2 separate regions of the Rattus norvegicus genome follow, and region 2 is linked to region 1. A link is a contact called in public Hi-C data. All regions are on one chromosome and are shown on one strand. Each heading gives the region's core, a stretch centred on a gene start, on an enhancer-like site or on the middle of the called end of the contact. The rest is flanking DNA. Distances are from core to core; before and after follow the strand shown. Region 1 has its middle 9.5 kb from the start of Igsf21. Region 2 has its middle 87 kb from the start of Igsf21.

Region 1 (4,839 bases), core at 1,228-3,727:
ATGCTGCAGTGGGTCACAGGGGCAGTTTTCTGAGGGTGTTATCTCAGCCTTGTTCCAAGATGTTCTCTCTCATTCTTTTTTTTTTCTTTTTTTCGGAGCTGGGGACCGAACCCAGGGCCTTGTGCTTGCTAGGCAAGCGCTCTACCACTGAGCTAAATCCCCAACCCGTTCTCTCTCATTCTTAATCTGCTGCATAAATGCCCTGGAGCAAGGACCTCTACCATGGACAGAGCCATTCCGCGTCACTATGGAGAAAGCCGCTCAGAAACCACCATGGACAGAGCTGCCCAGCCGCCAGGACACCATGGACAGTTACTCCGCGCTACCATGGACAGAGCTACTCCGCGCTACCATGGACAGAGCTACTCCGCGCTACCATGGACAGAGCCGCCCAGCCAACAAACCTTCTCCAACAGGAAAGAATGACATCCTGTAAAATGGTGGGCACAGCACGTCTTTCCTCAAGGCCGTTGTTTGTCAGGTACGTAGTTAGAACCGTGGGAGAGGAGAAGGAGATGCAAACAGTACCTGTCTAACCCTGTAGAACTCTCACCCCCAGCAGTCCTTAGCCATTAATTAGGACTGGCCCCTCTCTGCCATAGCGTGGTCTGCCCTTTGGGGTCACACTGCATGGATTTTTGTTCCTTTCCCCAGAGAAGGAAATTGCAGTGTCCATATGCAAGGAGTATTACTCAGCCTTGAAAGGGGAGGGAATTTAGGGATGGGGGAAGCTCAGTCGGTAAAATGTTTGCTATGTAAAGATAAGGAACTATTTCAAATAGTCCCCAGAACCTATTTCAAATCTTGGCACACATCTGTAATTCCAGGGCCGGAGAGACAGCAGTGGGAGAGCATCAGGGCTTGGGCCAGCTAGTCTAGCCAAATCTGTGAGCTTCCTGTTCAGTGAGACCATTCTCAAAAAAGGTAGGCAGAGAGGGGGGCGGGGAAAGATACCAGAGATTGATTGACCTCAGGTTTACACATGACTTCATGACTTACACACATGTGTATGCAGATATGCACACATTCGAGTGCACACAGACATGTGCACACATGGGGGTGACAACATGTATTGTCACATAGATGAACCTCAAGAATATTGTGCTAAGAGAAAGAATCCAAGCACAAGAAGATGGCTATCACACTTCACTCCCCACAAGGGGGATGGACCTAGTATGCCCAAACTTAGGACAGAAGGGAGGACTCTGGTTGACAGGAGCACAAGAGGGGAAGAAAAGGAAAGGCAGAGGGATAGAGGAACTCAATGTGTGTTCTGCAAGATGACCGAGTCCCAGAAATTGATTGAACTGCCATGGGACTCCATGGAACATTCTGAGTTGAGCTCTTTAAAATGCAGAGGCCGCTGGTTCACTGTGGGGTTTGTTTAGCATCTCGCCCAGCAGAGACGTAGGAATAAGAAGCAAGGACTCAAACACCTGGGCAGGTGGGCGTGGCTGCAGGACCCAGCCTGGTCTCTGAGCCTCACCTGAGGCCACCAGATTCTGCTTCTACCTTTACCTGTTCACAGCCTGAGTGGATGAAGCTCCTTTAGCAGCACCTGGTAATTCAATGTGGTCGACTTGGCCCATTCTTTTAAGTATTCTGAAGTCTTAAATAAATCCGAAAGAGAACAGAAATAACCAAGGACAGAAAGGTGGGTTTCTGAATCTGATTCTGATTCTATCCCCTACCCCAAGTCTCTTTCCCCAGGGCTTGACTCCACCAGCAGCCGCTGCCTGACAGCCACACCAGGCTCTACTGAGAACCACGATGCTTCTCCTATCAATCTCCGCCTCCCCAGGCTCTGTAGGTGTAGAAGCTCATGATAAAGCCACTGTCCTGGTTGCTTGCTGATGCCAGCACCTTAGTCTCTGCCTTCTCCAACTGGCCCAGAGTTCTCCTTATGGGCAACCAAGGCTACAGAATGATGCCCTATTTAGAAAAGAAAAACTAAAATAGGAAGGATGCAAGACATAGAGAGTAGGAGGGAGAGAGACAGAGCTGAGAGATTGGAGCTCAGTGTCTTTGGATATTTTGAGCACCCCCCACCCCAAATCAGAATTGTAATTGTTCTCACATGACCCCCCCATGGTACAGTGTCTCTTTTCTCTCTCTCCCTGTCTCTTTTTATCTGTCTCTGTCTCTTCTGTCTCTCTGTGTTTCTGTCTCTATCTCTCTCCCTCTCTGTCTCTCAGTCTCTCTCTCTCTCTCTCTCTCTCTCTCTCTCTCTCTCTCTCTCTCTCTCCCTGTTCTCTGTCTTCCTCTGGTGAAGGAAAATGTGCTTTGGCCAAAGATTGATGAGAGCCAGCCCTGGAAGAAGAAAAGTAGCTTCAACAGATGTCTCCAGAACCCTCACTTCCACAAGCCGACTCTTCTGACAGCTCCGTGGTGGAATGTTGTGGCTAGACAATTCCGTGGTGTGATGTGGCCCTCCAGGAGAGAGCAGTTACATGTGGCCACCTCTGGGAAAGCATCAAAGTGACCTTCACTCAAGTCTGGGCCCTACAGTTCATTAGCTGCTTTTGTCTTTCCGACCTCCGACCTCTTCCATAAGCGAGAATCGTGCCTCCCACACGCTGCCACTGCCGCGTTCAAGTTCGGTAATGTATGTAAAGCGCCAGGCCCTATCACGGGAGATCTGCGGCTGTTCTCCTTCCCCAACTCCTCTCCCCATGGGTGAGGAGGCAGGAACACCCAGAGCATCCATTGCTGGCATTACTGCAGCTGCTCTGCGCCATCACGAAGCATGACTGGGGAGGAATCGTGATAAGCCTCTTATGCTTTCGATATTAGCATTCTCAGGGCTTACTGCAAATTCTTCATCATATTTGTTCTTTAAGAGAAAAATGGAAGCTTTTAGGAAAGTAGAATTAACCTCGGTTACAGCTCTCTGTTACAAGCTGGACACAGGGGGAGAATACCTTTTCCAAGGTCACATGGCTACTGGGTGGCCATGTCAAGGTGGGAACCCAGGTTTTTTAAAACTTGCTTACACTTTTTAAGTTTTCCTCTGGGAAAGCCAGCTCAGGCCTAAAGGCAGATAACCCTCTAGGAGATGGGCCATGGAAGGTGGTGGACATCCTTGCTCCATGGAATCTGTGCCCTGTGTGAACTTGTCACACGGTTCCCTCCCTCTCCTTCTCAAAGCATCCTTCCAGAGACCCTAAAGTGCCTCTGTGAGCCTCGTACATATTTATATGCCTGCGTGCTCGATAAAAATAAAACCACTTCACCCACCACTGAAAGGCAGCCACTCGGGGTGTGAAATATGGGACTTATCGAACCACTGAGAAGAATGGCTCTCAGGAGAGACCTCGTCCCTCCTGACATTGCAAGGGGTCTGAGAGGAGGAGGGAGGGTTTGACCGTCTTGATAACGAAGTTCTAGACTTCTGTAGGAGCAGGTGCCCTGGACACCCTTGGTTTCAGTGCTCTGGGATGTGCCCTTCACACATATCTCTCACACACCCCTGAGCCTCGCTCCCTGACAGAGGCCTGCCAGCATCAGGGGCTCTGGACACCAAGCACTCCCAAACCCCGTGTCCCTCAAGAGTCATATCATGCTTTAAGAGTCATGGACTGTGTTAAGGGGGGAGGTGTCTGATCAAGGACCAGCACCTTTGGTGTTTTTGTTTAGCAGCCACTATGGCTTCTATAGTCTCTCCAGGATGGTGACTGGTTAGAGCCCTATCCCAGACTGAGGCTTTGCACCAGGGTTTCCTTCTCCCCGCACCCTACCCTTCTCACTACTTCCATAACCCACTGAGGCAGCACAGCATAGTGAGAGCCTTGTGAAGACGTCACCCCAGGTGTGCCAAGTCTGTGATGTCACCCCAGGTGTGCCGGATCTGTGGCAGGAGAGCTAAGGTCTCTGAGCATGAGCAAGGATCAGTCAGCTCCCTGAGCAGAAGAGCTCTTGTGTGGGGGTGAGGCAAAGGAGGAGGAAGGTGGGTTAGGGAGGGGTGCTTCAGTCAGAGGGAGTAGCATGAATGAAGCTCTGTGGCTGAGAGTGAGCTGGCAGGGCTGGCGGAGCAAAGGATACAACCCCAGCTACTTAGGAGGTTAAAGGTTCAAGGTCAGCCTAGATACCTTAGGAAGACCCTGTATCAAAATAAGGCAAGACAAATCAGAACAGGACTGGAGTTGTTGTTCAGTGGTGAGACATGTGCCTGGCATGTTCGAAGCCTTGAATTTGATCCCCAGAATATGAGATGGAGGAGTAGTGTCCCAGCAGTGACCTCCTATGTAGCAGGAGGCCACCGGAGCCAGTCTAAGGTTACAGCATAGAGTATTTGGAAGACTCCAAACGGGTCCTGGAAGACAGAAACTAGGTGGGAAGCAGGCAGGGATAGCTGACTAGGACAGGCAGGTGAATACCCCATGTTGGCATCCAGCCCGGCTAACAGCAAGCTCCTTGGGGCACAGAACATGTCCTTCTGCTCTATGTCCCTGACACTCAGTGTGGAGCCTAGTCCAAGTCTAAGCTCGACATGGTCTTTGGTTCCCTTGAAGTAGTGGTGAGCATTAAGAACCACTGGGATGGGGGTTGGGAGAGAGATGGCTCAGCGGTTAAGAGGTCTTCCAAGAGGTCCTGAGTTCAAATCCCAGCAACCACATGGTGGTTCGCAACCATCTGTGAGACTCACAACTATCTGTGATGGGATTTGACTCCCTCTTCTGCTGTGCATGAAGACATCACACACACACACACACACACACACACACACACACACACAGCTCGGTACATGAACCTGTGCTATGCACTGTCATGCTCCAACCAGGCACCTTGGCTAGATGTTATATGAAGGACTAGCAAGTCTCTGTCTCTACAGATGGTGTC
Region 2 (4,839 bases), core at 1,609-4,108, 77 kb before region 1:
TGAATGGGACCTCCACAACTCGTCAGCAACCATAAGAGGAGCAGCGAACAGAATAAATCTCCCTCCAAAATTAATGTAGCTCAGGAAAAAAAAAGAGTGCATTTACTCATTCCAACTTCTTGTTGCAAGACTCATAAGTGAATAAATTCAAAATAAATGTATCTGGGGCGAAGGGAGAAGCCGCGATAAAGCAATCGCGTCGCCCTAAATGAAGACAAAGGCTCTGAGGCAATATTAAATTCCATCCCCAAAGGCTCATTTCATTTCAGACCAAGATTCCCACAAAATCGAGTTTCCCAACCGAGCCGAGACCCTTCCCACTCCCACCTACCCCTCTGCCCACACCCTCACCTGTCAACAAGTCTGGGATCAGATCGTACCTCCCTCCAGCCTCATGCTTGCAGCTCTGTTCCTGTGCCAGAAGCACTTCCCCACAAACTCTGAAGATAACACAGCTTCCTCCCTCTCAGAGGGAGGGCTCCCACTGGTGGGAGGACCAGCAACATCTGCTTTGTGTCTCAATGTCATTCTCCTCCTCTGCTCCTGCCCCAAGCGCCTGTGAGCAAGGATGCTCTCCCACCTAAGTGTCTGCAGATGCTCGGGTCCTGGGTGTGAGAGGCTGCCCCAGTGTTACCTCAATCTCCTGCAACACTGATTGTCCCCGAGACTATGGTTCGACAACTATTATGGCTAGAATGTGTGCCCTCGTGGCCATGCACTCTAAGCTTAAGGCCTGAATGACCATGTCGAGAGGTGGGACCACTAAGAGGTGACAAGGTCCCTGGGCTCGATCTCCACGAATGGATTAGTTCTGTCACCAAGGGAGTGGTAGAGTGAGCCCCCAAGAGCAGGTGCTCACTAGGTTGAGTCTGGCTCTGAACATTCCTTGTGTATGCTCACACCTCCTTCTCCGTGTGGGAGGTTGTAACATAGGCATCCCTGGATGCTGGCACCTTGACATTTGTCTCTCCAGCAATTTCTCTGTCCCTTGCAAGTTCACCAGGGCCACACTGGGGCACCAATCCTGCCCGATCTTGCCTTTGATTTCCCGATAAGCAGGGACAATGGGTTTTGTCCCTGGTGGGGGGCACCCACTGGTGGTAAAGGCAGACAGAAGTCTCTCTTATTCAAAGTTCTTATGAGGGTTTGGTGGGGGCTTGCACAGCAACCATGAGGACCAAAGTTTGGATCCCCAGAATCCAGATAAATAGATATGGCATTTATGGGTGTATGTGGCGGCAACCTGAAATTCTAGCCTAGGAAGAGGGAAACAGAAAATTACCTAGAGCAAGCTGGTGTGTGGTGCTAGCCATACTGGGGAGCTCTGGTCTGAATGAGAGACCATGCCTCAGTGAATACAGTAGAAGAGCTGCTGACACACACACACACACACACACACACACACACACACACTCACACACACATATACTCTCTCACACACACACATGCACACACACACGCGCACACACATACATACATATACATACATGCATGCACGCACACCACACACACACACACGCATGCACACATGCACACACGCACGCACGCACACACTCACACAGGGAAATGGAGGGTGTCCCTATGGAAAAAGTCACCTTGCCTCCTACTGGGAGTAGTCATAGCACAGCAGGAGAGCCCGTGTTCACAGTAGACCCCACCCCATGTCTGGCACAGAGACAGCACAGGACACACTTGCCAGATCGACTCGTCAGTGGCCCTAGATGCTGTCACCAGTGGGGGTCTGGGGTAGATTGCCAGTCCGACTTTACAAGCTTGACTCCAGGTTCTGTCATTCCCGTGCCTTAACTGGAGCTGACAGCGGCGAGCACGTGCAGAGAGGTTTGTCAGGGAACCTGAGGAGCTGCCTGACGAGGCTGACAGATGCCTGTCTCCTGTGCCAACAGTTGTGGGTTCATGTCAGACCGAGTCAAAATCAAGATACTTCCTACCCGCCCTCACTCCCCACTGCATGTCAGGAGGATCTTGCTGCTGCCCGGAAGGATGGAGCTGTTTTAACCACAGGATGGCAGTCATGTGTTGACACCTACTGGGTGCCAACCCTCCAACAGGCTGATCCCACGGGTGGCTCAGCATCTCCCGGGTAGACCCTTGCTCCTTGCTGTTTTAGTGCCGACACCAGGGTGGAAGATTCTATTTTCCTCCCTTACGTTGTAGTGTGGGGAGTTATAATGTTGATATATTATACAGAATTTATGTTATTTGAAATTTATTTTATGTTATTTCGTGTCGTGTCGTCTGATTCCCGTTTAATCCTCCTGTCAGCCTGCGGGGAGCGGTTTCCATTTCGGTTTTACAGCCAAGGAGACAAGCCCAGAAAAATGAGTAACGTGCTCACTGCAGAGCCAGCCGGCGGGCCAGCGGTGCTGTGGGAGCGCTGCAGGCGGAGGCAGGCTTCAGAACTGGGGCTCTTTGGACTTGAATGTGAGAAGCGTTCTTTAAGCCTGGCTCGCCGCACATTTCCTGGAGTACCACACCACCCTGTTCGACAGAACCTGAAATGCTAGCCTAGGTCTGTGGACTCAGGCATGCACCGTGCCTCTCTCAGCTCCCGGGGTGCTTCCAGTACCTTTCTTGTATCTGTGGTTACAGGCAGCACTGTAAAATGGCTTCATAGAAGGCCCCAGGACTCTGGCCTCTGGCCGTGGAGCTATCTGAATGTGCGCCCCACTTTCTGTAAGAGGGAACGAATGAGTCTCTGTGCTCAGTTCACTCCATCCCCGGTGGAGGGCAGAGATGGAGGGACAGGCCACTTCAGCTCACTCACTTGCTTGTCACCTGCACCGGGGTGTCAGGAGAGATAACAACAGACCCTGACCCCAGGCCGCCACATTCCAGTTCTGCTCGCACCTGATGAATCCAAGATGGCGGAGCACGGCAGCCAGGAGAGAGGGTAGGGGGAGGATCGGGAGTCTGTGCTGTGAGCTTTTCCCTTTCCACGTTTTATTTCATTCCTCTTAGGTCCTAGCCCACCGGATGGTAGTGCCGACATGTATGTAGGCTGTGTCTTCCCCACTATGTGACCCTCTCTAGAGATACCCTATCTCACACTATCGCAGTTGCTGATTTTCTAGGCATTTCTCAATCTGAGATGGGAGCACGATATCATTCTATTTTATTTTGTGTATGTGTGTGGGCGTGTGGGTGCATCCCTGTGTGCGTGTGCGCATGCGTGTGTGAAAGTGTGCGTTGGGGGTAAGCTATATGTACCTGTGCATGTGGAGGCCACAGGCTGACATCAAAGTGTCTTCCTTAATCTCTCTTGACTTTAATTTTTGAGACAGGGTTTCTTCCTGAACCTGGAGTCTGCCGTTTTGGCAAGGCTGGCTGTCAACAGAACTATGATCTTCCTGTTCCCACACTGCCAATTCTGAGTTTGCAGGTACACTGTTTTATGTGGGAGCTGGGGAAATCTGAACTCAGTTCCTAAGGTTTATATGTCCCGCACTTTATCCACTGAGCTGTCTCTCTAGCCTGGAATATTCTGTCTTAGTTTATTACATTGTAGTGGATTGACTGTCACATCTGGATCATCTGTGGGGAGGGGTGAGCTTGCACTAAGGTCCTGAGGCAGAGCCTTTCCCATGGAGGGAGCTGGGAAGGAGTGGTTAGGGTCAGCCTCTGGTGTTAGCAGACAGCCTTGAGTCAGGCCTCCCACACTTCCTGAAGAGAGGCCAGCTTGGAACTTGGCCAGATAGGAGACACTTTTCCCATCACAGGGAATTGCAAATCAGCCTTGAGAAGGAAGTGACAGGGAGAGAGGCACTTTGTCAAAGAGGCCAAGAAATGGACCTGTTTTGTCTCCATAGAGGGGCCCAGGATCTGAACTCGACCCTCAGTCCCCTCTCGTGCCTTCTAAGGCCCTGAGTAGCTCACATGAGGACAAGGGTGGCTGCTGACTGGAGACGGCTCCCAGGCTCAGGAGCCCTAATCACTCATTTCTAGCTCATTAAGCCGGGCTGACATTTTAATTTTTAACTTTTTATATATTTACAACTCAGTAATTTTTAGTATATTCACCACGTTGGGAAACCATCACTGCAGTCAGTTTTAGAAGATTCTAACTAACCCTCCAAAAATAAACTCTGCAGTGCTTAGCTGTCACCCTCCTGTCCCCGTCCCCGGGGCCCTGACACCCACGGATTGGCTTCCAGCTTTGTCTGAGCAGAGTCTTCTGTCCCAGACACTTTATGCAAATGGATGGACTCACGGCCCTGAGGTCCCTGTGACCGGCTTCTTTGGTCGCATCTTGGATAGATGCGGGTGGGGTGGCCCAGATCTCCACCCAAATCCTTCAGGAGATGCATAGGGGGGTGGTCACTCCACTGTGGTCATTGTCAAGGTCAGAACTCTTTCTCTGGGCATCCAGTCTGACCCACTCCACCTCTAACCTGCACCAGGAATAGCTAAGGACAGGAACCCAAGGAGAGAAGAGCAGCGCTCTTTGTGAGACAGTGAGTGGGCAGCTACACTTCAGTTACTCTCCTTCCACCATTCACCTACCCACCCACTTGCCCACCCACCCTTCTGCCCTTCTAACCATCATCCATCCATCTACCCACTCTCCTGCCGATGTACCCACCATCCTTCCATGTACCCACACATCCATCTACTCAGCCACCTGTCTGTCCAGCCATCCTTCCACACACCTGTCTATCTACCCATCACCCCCTATTTAGCCACTGTTCATCTACCCATCCATCCATCCATTCATGGATCCGTCCATCTGCCCATTCACCTATCCATCCATCCATCCATCCATCCATCCATCCATCCATCCATCCATCCATCCATTCACAGATCCGTCCATGCCCATCCACC

Evidence for each region. Hi-C and Micro-C count contacts between places; a contact is called where the count stands out from the background.
Region 2: a contact with region 1 is called in a Hi-C map of frontal cortex, with 2.5 times the contacts expected there. The contact joins two enhancer-like sites. A contact is called at or near these places in 2 of 12 Hi-C or Micro-C datasets (frontal cortex and prefrontal cortex).

Annotation. Positions count from the first base shown.
Region 1 is chr5:157,802,324-157,807,162 of GRCr8, reverse strand. No RefSeq gene overlaps it. Among named protein-coding and RNA genes, the nearest start is that of Igsf21, 9.5 kb to the right of the region's middle. Within about 2 kb of position 2,477, at least 2 of the 93 cell types and tissues checked have an H3K27ac peak or open chromatin away from gene starts, as enhancers often do.
Region 2 is chr5:157,880,165-157,885,003 of GRCr8, reverse strand. No RefSeq gene overlaps it. Among named protein-coding and RNA genes, the nearest start is that of Igsf21, 87 kb to the right of the region's middle. Within about 2 kb of position 2,858, at least 6 of the 93 cell types and tissues checked have an H3K27ac peak or open chromatin away from gene starts, as enhancers often do.